2 separate regions of the Capra hircus genome follow, and region 2 is linked to region 1. The links are chromatin contacts, called in public Hi-C maps. All regions are on one chromosome and are shown on one strand. The core of a region is the stretch at or near the end of the contact, and the rest is flanking DNA. Distances in the headings are between cores, read along the strand shown.

Region 1 (4,260 bases), core at 647-3,146:
TACCACCTTCATCCAGACCACCAGAGCTAAAAGGCTCCCTACTCTCCATTCTCTCCAAACATTCTTTCATAATGTGTACCCTAATCATTAGAGAAATGCAAATCAAAGCCACAGTGAGATACCACGTCACACTCATTAGGATGACTACTAAAAAAATTAAGCAGAATATAACAAGTGTTGGTGAAGATGCAGAGAAATTTGGAGCCCTTTTGCACTGTTAATGGGAATGTAAAAGGTTGCAGCCACTGAGGTAATAAATAAAATGCTGATTCCTCAAAAAGTTAAAAAAAGAAGTAACATATGATCCTATCATTCCACCTCTGAGTATACACACGAAAGAATCGAAAGCAGGGTCTTGGAAAGATATGTGTACACCCATGTTCACAGAACCATTATATACAGCGGCCAAGCGGTGGAAGTAACCCAAACGTTCATCGACAGAAAAATGGATCAACAAAGGGCAATATATACATGCAATGGAATATTATTCAGCCATAAAAATGGAGGGGATTCTGATACATGCTACAAAATGGATAAATCTTGAGGACATTATGCTAAGCAAACTAACCCAGTCACAAGAAGACAAATAGTGCATGATTCCACTTATTAGAGCGACATAGAGTAGGCAAATTCTTGGGGACAAAAAGGAAAATGGTGGTTGCCAGGGCTGGAGAGGGTGCAAGGAATGGGGAGTTGTTTAATAGATACAGAGTTTCAGTTTTGAAGAATAAAAATAGTTCTGGAGATAGATGGTGGTGATGGTTACACAACAATGTGAAAAGACTCAATGTCACTGAACTGTGTACTTAAAAATGGTTACAAACATTATATATATTTATTTATATATATATATATCTTACCATCATGAAAAATAATAAATAAAAAATATGTATCAAAACACTTGCTTGCTTAATCCCACCTCACTCACTAAATTGTGAACTCCAGGGAAGCAGGGCTCCGTCTTTGCAGTGTATCTGTTATGTGCTGCCAGTCACTGAGGTCTTGGGAAACATGAGAGATGAGGCGCCCACCTACCTGAGGCTCACTACCTGGCAGAGGGAGGAAGAAAGATGCTGAATAACCAAGTAAACAAAATTATCACCTATCAGGTGAAATGTAAGAGCGGCTTCACCAGGAAGACAGCAGCTAGCACAGTCAGGCACACCATCCGGAGGGGGGGACATTTATGTGGGACCCAAGAAATGAGAGTCAGTCTCCAAGCATCTGAGAGTCCAGAGCTGCAGAGAGAGGGAGCGGCAAGTGCCAAGGCCCTGAGGTGAGCGCAAGCCTGGTATGCTAGAGGAACAGCAGGGAGAGGAGGAGGGGAGGCAGGGGAAAGGGGAAAGGAGGCGGGCCCAGGAGGGAGAGGGGATGGAGGGCATTCTCGGTGGCAGAGGAGGGAGGTCTCACCAAGTCACCAACCTCCTTTTCCACAACACATGAGCTTCTGTGAGTGGTGGCTTCTAAATGCCAAGCTCCACACTAAATGCTGTTTGTGCATTAGCTCAGAGAATGTTCACAGCAGTCTTTGGGGCAAGTTCAGTCATTATCCTGAGATATCAAGGAGGAAGTAGGGTCAGAGAGCTTGGGCAAGTTGGTGAGACTAGAACAGGAGGCAAACAATGGCAAGGGAGTCTTAACTACCCCCAGACAACCTCCCCTCAGAGGCCTAGTCTGAGGAGGCTCCTTCTTCCCCACCCCACTGCACTCCCACCCTCCACTGCCTCTGTAGGAGCCAGGTTGCTGGCTGATCCCTGCCACAGGGCTTCCCCTCTTCCCTTCACTGCCCCTCAAAAGCAAGCCAAAGAGAAAGAACCCACCTGTCTTGTTCACCCAGTTGGGGTGGCACTGGAAGAGGGGAGACAGAAGCCGCCTACAGCTTCACAACAGCCTGCTTCCGAGGTCCCTCTGCAGGTCACGACCTTGCGGAGCCCTGTCTTAGGGGGAAGGAGCCAGGAGTCCTCTGGGGCCTGCAGACTGGATAGTTGCACGATAATCAGTGAAGAGGTCCTCCCAGGCCAAGGACAGCATCATCTTCAGGCCTGAGGGGCTGGCCTCCTCCGATGCCATCCCAAACCCTTGACTGGGAGAAGCAGGACCCCCAGAAAGGGCTAAGTCTTCCCCAGCTAGGAGGGACATGATGGAAAAGGAGGCAGTTCCATCTCCTGCCTTACACCCCTGGGTTCAGGGAATTAAGAGCCTCACTCACCACACTGACTGCACCACAGAAGGACTGCCCAGGGCTGAGGCAGCCCCGAGTCCCCACCTCATAGCTCCCACCCTAAAGCAGATGTGGAGGGGGTCTTTCACCCAGAGCAGGACCCATCAAAAAATGGAAATGCAGAGCCCCTTCCTTGTCCAAAAAGGAAGGAAACAGTGCCTAATATTAATATACATAAAGCTGTTTCCTTTCCTGTGTGGTCTCTCAACTTGTTATGATCATTCTTATCGGCTATTTAATGTCATTCTAAGTAAAGAAAAATTAAAAATTCTAATGACTAGCATGACTTTTACCATTCACCTTTACCTTGTGCAAGGCCAGTTTTAAATGCAAATATAAGGACATTTCACTCAGGTGTAGACTCACAGTTCGCATTTTGTAGCCTGTGCGTGCACGTGTATTTTATTCTTACCTGAGGGCCAGGAACACTGCACGAACTAAGCCAACTGTCTTTCTTTCGCTCAGTTCGCACACATTCTACCAACCCTGTCTCCTATTGGCTCACTGATGAGGAGGCCTGGAAAGGAAAGGGGACTGAGGGCTGCTCTGCCTCCCCGTGCTGTGTCTTCATGGTCAGGGGAGGGTGTTGGCTTCTCCAGGGAAATAATTTCCAGGTGGGGAGGAAGCCCTGACAAAGAAATGGGGTGGGAAAACCTGAGGAGTTACTCAAGGGCTCTGAAGCTCCAGCCTGGCTGCTCTGAGGGCCTGTGAGAGATGAGGGCACAGGGGTGGGCACCCTGAGTGCCCTCCACTGGGCCTTATTCCACTCTGACTGTGCCACCCTTGCCTATAACCTTCTGTGGCTCCCCAGTGCCCTCAGGATAAAATCCACAGCACTACTGCTGAGCCCCAAGACCCCACCTCACCTCCTCCCTCTGCTCCTGGCCACGCATCCTGCTGCCGCCATAGCACTGCTCGCCCTGAACCCTGGGCTCAAGACCTGCTCTTCTTTCCCTGCACTTAGTACCCTTCTTCCCCACCAGGCCCCTTTTCTGGCAAATTCACACTCATCCTTTGAGTCTTGGCATGAATGTCAGCTCTGCTAAGAAGCCTTCCCTTGCCTCCTGACCTGAGTCAGGCACCTCCCCTGGACCATCACAGGCCCTGTGCTCCTCAGACAGTAGGTGCTTCATAATGGTTATTGAATGAAGTCTGTGGTCTATGCAGTCTCACAGGTCAGGCTGCCAGGCCAGGTAGGAAGGACCAAACAGGCATGACGCACTTCTCAGGCCCCTGTGGCACTTTGCATTTTAGACTTCATGTTTTACTCCCCATCCTGCCCAGGAAGAAGGTGTTCTCATACCTGTGACACAGATGAGGAGACAGAGGGTGGGACGCATCCTCTTTTCTGGTCTCCCCCTGCCCCGCCACCTCCTCACCCACATCCAAGCCCCGGCCAGGGTGACCAGACCCACGGCCTCTCAGCCAGGCCAGTCCAGATGTCTTTTCTCAACCAGCCCCAGAGAAAACTCACTCCCAGCTGGGGCCTGTCCCATCCTTTCTCTCCCTCCCCCCGCCTTCCTCCCCCTCCCCACTTCCTTCCTTCCTGCTCTTGGATATTCCCTTTGCAGGAAAGGCCCCAGGACCCAGGGCAAGGCCCCCAGGTCCAGCTGCCAGACCAGGACACATGCTTCCTCCATCAACTAGCCCCCTCTGCCCTCCCCGGGGGCCGGAAATCTGATCCAGGCCTAGGGAACAGGGGAGCTCTGCATGGGGGACAGCCCAAGGTCATCTTGTCCCTCCCTCTGCCTCCAGCCAGAGCACAGCCAGAGGAGCCCTGAAGCGCATCCTGGAGGCCTGAAGTCAGAGTGCCAGGCTTGGGAGGGGCTTTGTCACTCTGCCTGTGAGTTGCTTATTACCGAGCTCCTCCTCAGGAAGGCCCAGAGCCTCAGTCAACCTCTAGGTATCAACCTCTAGGATCTCACTTGGCTCAAAGAAAGCGCTCAGCTGACAGCACCTCTGATCATTATCTCCCCAACATCATCCTCATCCTATTTAATCCTTATAACTATCCTGGGAAGTAGACAGAGGTTTTAAAT
Region 2 (4,260 bases), core at 914-3,413, 110 kb after region 1:
ACCCAGGGGGCTGGTCTTCAGGTTAGACAGCAGTTCTCAACTTGAGCTGATTTTGCCTCCCAGGAGACACTGGGGAATATCTGGAGACATTTTTGGTTGTCACAACTGCCGCTAAGCATCATACAATGCAGAGGACAAAGAATCCAATGGCCCAAAATGTCACTAGTGCTGAGGTTGAGAAACCTGGGAAGAAGTCCCTGACTAATCTGGGAGTCTGGTAGGAGACAGGAGGCATCCTCCACACACACACACAGACACACACACTTCATCATCTCTTACTGCCCACAGGCAGAGCAACAGGCTCCTTGTGGCCTGAAGAATATGGTAAGCCGCCTGCCTACCCACCTACCCACCAGCCTCTGGGCTTGTTAGTAAAAGTGCTCATGGTTGGCGGAGGGGAATGCATGGCAAAACTTCACCTGCCCAGGAGCACAACTCTGGACATATCCTATCTACCAAGCAAGCTGTACAGAGCCCTCCCCTCAAGAGGATCTGGGCCTATAGAAAAGCCTAGATCCTAGGTAGAGGTTGCCCTACCCCTCCAGGCCCATCCCCAGGGGGCTGGCTCAGCCTGGGGCTGGCTGCAAGCTTTGGCCTCCTCCTCATCTCTCCACCCCCTCCCACTTCTATTTAGGAGGCAGCCACAGTGGCTCCGCTCCTGTCTCTGGTTTCCTAGGGAGCTCTGCTGAAGCAGCCCAGCCTCCGTGGGTCCATCTGTCAGGGAGGCTGTTCCGCCCCATCGATTGCTGTTCCCAGGGGGGCTATGCTGCTCGAGGGACCCAATGTGGCGGCCAGATAGGCGGGAACCACACCGATAAGAGCGGGTGGGGGCAGCTTGGCAGCAGGCAGAGCTGAGGGGGGCTGACACTTCAATGAGAAGAAACAAAGCTAGACAGGCATGAGAAATGCAGAAGGCCAGGGGCACTGAGGCAGGAGGCTGGCTGGAATGACCTCTAAAGCCAGCTGGCACTCTCAGGACTCGGTTTTGCTTCTGGACACACGAAAGTCCCACTTATAATGACAGACAATAGTAATAATAAATAACACATGTTGAGTGGGGAACAGTGTGTCCAGCACTGGACTGGGGGCTTTGCACACCTCTGCTTTCACCTGAGGTTCACACTCATCCAAAGCAGGTGCTGTTCTATTCCTCCAGGGGGAAGGAAGAGGACCAGAGAAGTTACAGTGCTTGTCCGCTGCCACACAGAGGTGCTGGAGCTACACTTGGAGGCGGGTCAGCCTGGCCAGTGGCTGTGCCCCAGCCCCAGACCACGCCAGGCTAGGGGAGGAGGCGTGTCTCGCCAGGAAAGAGGCCCTGCCCGCCCTTGGAGCCGCCTCCTCCCCTGGGCTGTGACATCTGCCCCGCTTCCCGGCCCCAGACAGCTGCCCAAAGCCACGTCAGCACTTCCATGGGGGAGCCTGGAAACTGGCTCTGGCCCCTGGGCAAAGGGGGACCAGGGAGGCTGTGAGTCCCCGACCCCGACAGCGTGGCCTCGAAAGAGCATGACCCACTCAGCCCGGCAGGCACTGTGTCAGCATGACTTTGCATTGGGCTTTACCGAGCCTCAGTTTCCCCTGTTTAGACTGGGAGCTGAGGAGCAGAGGCCAGAGCTGGGAAGGGGCTCAGAGGATGCAGCAGCATTTTGGGTGAACAGGAGCAAATATCCCCTTGTAGCCAGAGCTCTGGGGGCGCCCTGGGCAGCCTGCGACCCTCACTGTCCGCTTGGGGCCAGGTGGTCATTTGGCGAGGGTCAGAAGGGTGAAAGGGAGGGTGGGGAGCTACGCCCAGCCCAGGCCAGAGTACTGGCTGGCTGGGGCCAGAGATAACCGGCGCCTCCCGGAAAATCATTAGCATCTGTTTGGGCCGCGGCAAAGTTGGCCCGCAGGCGCCTCCGCCCGCCGGAAACGGCCCCTCACGCCCCCACCCAAGCACAAGGGCTAAAGGAGCGTGCCCCAACCCTCCCCCGGGCCAGCTCAAACTGGTGTATCGACAACATCCACCCACCCAGGGAGGAGGGTCTGGGTGCAGGGCCGCAGGCCAGGCAGGCGGAGGTGGGGGTTGGGGGGCGCTGGTCAGGCCTCGCCGTCGGGCGTCCTGGAATGGTGTGGGCGGCGCGGTCCGCGGTCCGCGCTCCGGGCGATCCAGGCCGGCTCTTAGTGGCGCCCGCACTGGCGGCAGCCCAGGGAGTGTGTGGAAATGACACCGCCAGGGCGGCGGAGATCCCCCCTCCTGACATTGGCTGGAAAGTGGAGCAGCTCGTCAGGGACAATCAATGGCGATCGATCGCTGCAAGGCGCGGGCGGGCGGCGCGGGGGAGGGGCAGCGGGGCTGGCAGAGGTGGGGGCATCTGCGGCTGAGGTCAAATAACACGCAGACCCCATAAGGGGCTCAGCGGCACATGGGGTCACATGGACACACAGTCTGTACAGGGATGGGTCACTATGGGCCACAGCCCCCACCAAGGAAGCACACTCACCACATGGAGTTATTGCACACTACTACAGTGCCTGGCGTGCTGCGATTCATGGGGTCGCAAGGAGTCGGACACGACCGAGTGACTGGACTGAACTGAACTGAACAGTGTCTGAGACAAGTTATGGCAGGAGGTCAAGGGGTCAAACAAATGGTTCCCACGGACACACACAAATAACAATACAGCCACAGTATCACACAACCAGTTCACACCACCACCACAACCGGTGATCTACACTGCTGCTGCTACTGCTGCTAAGTCGCTTCAGTAGACACCCACAATTATCACCAAGACACAAAAGTCATGCATTCCACTAGCTGGTCTCAACTACATGACAGAAGGGAGTCACATACTCTGGTTGCACAACAAAGTCACAACAAAACAAAAAAGTCACAACCGAATTATACACCATCACCTCAAAGAACATTGTCAAATTGGGTCTTAAAACTAAGAAACAACAGTGCCCCGTATTGGCAACCCAAAAGGATAGAGAGCCCAGGTATACAACAGGGCCCCACACTGCCACAAGTTGCATTTCAGCAACTAAGACAACAGATGCAGCTGAATCTCACCCCCCAATATGAATATAACATGGGAAAATAAATATTGTGGCACAGGCAAACCAGCATTAACTCTGAGGGCTCTTACAGAACCAATGAGCAGGTTAGGCACTTAGTACTGGGCCAAGTACCTGGTAAGCATTCAAAACACAGTGGGTACTGGGATTATTCCGTGGCAGTCCAGTGGTTAAGACTCTGCGCTTCCACTGTAGGGGGTTGTAGGTTCAATCCCTGATCTAGGAACTAAGATTCCACATGCCATGTGGCCAAAATATTTCAGGCTTCCCTTGTAGCTCAGTCGGTAAAGAATCTGCCTGCAGTGCAGGAGACCCAGGTTTGATCCCTGGGTTGGGAAGATCCCCTGGAGAAGGAAATGGGCAACCCACTCCAGAATCCTTGCCTGGAAAATCTCATGGACAGAGGAACCTGGTGGATTGCAGTCCATGGGGTCGCAGAGTCGGGCACGACTGAGCAACTAACACACACAACACATACTAATTAAGTCATATCAATATAATGATTATAACTACTTAATAACATCACTCTCTCCAGATAGGTCCATCCCTCTCCAGAAATCTGATTCATCTCAGCAACAAAACTAGTTCAGCCATTACACGCACCTGGGAAACACAATCCAAGCATCACAAACTCAAAACGCTATACTCATTCACACAGTGGTCACACATATCAATTCCCTTAGTACACTGCCACACTGGCCACACACACTCTGGGACTTTGGTGGGGAAACCACCTCCAATCTCTCATCAGGTACAGCTCAACTAGTACATAGTTACTGGCCCCATTTCCTGCCACTCTCACAAGGTTGAGAACACAGGAGGCCCAACAATGATATACTCAGTTCCAACAGGGTCCCAGAACCTCCCACGAAAGCTCCTTAAAGACCATGGCAAATCTGTCTCTCCATTGCTTCATTTCCCGTATAGAAACGGAGGCATCAGCTCCAGAGCCCTCCCTATTACAAATCTAAATCAGGAAAGAGGGCTGGCCCCAGATTAAAAAATTCAACCCCCAACCCCCAGACACCATTTCCTAGTGGTACATGTGTGTAGGAACAAGGTGAAGATCCTTCAACACAGCCTTACAAGCCACTCCTGTGGTTCCAGTTGTAGGGCTAGCTGGGCTGGAGCCCTCATTTCCTCCAGTTAAGGCCTTGGCCCTCCCAGGGGCTTCCAGTAATCCCTTGCAGCCAGGGAGCGCCCCGTAAA

What was found. Hi-C and Micro-C count contacts between places; a contact is called where the count stands out from the background.
Region 2: a contact with region 1 is called in a Hi-C map of blood, with 4 times the contacts expected there. The contact joins the enhancer-like site here to the promoter of PSD2 in region 1. A contact is called at or near these places in 3 of 5 Hi-C or Micro-C datasets (all in blood).

The regions. Positions count from the first base shown.
Region 1 is chr7:59,547,974-59,552,233 of ARS1.2, forward strand. It overlaps PSD2 (PH and SEC7 domain-containing protein 2), which reads right to left and starts at 1,897. Exons shown (of 16, transcript XM_018050299.1): 1 at 1,821-1,897.
Region 2 is chr7:59,660,523-59,664,782 of ARS1.2, forward strand. No RefSeq gene overlaps it. Among named protein-coding and RNA genes, the nearest start is that of CXXC5, 11 kb to the left of the region's middle. Within about 2 kb of position 2,164, at least 5 of the 5 cell types and tissues checked have an H3K27ac peak or open chromatin away from gene starts, as enhancers often do.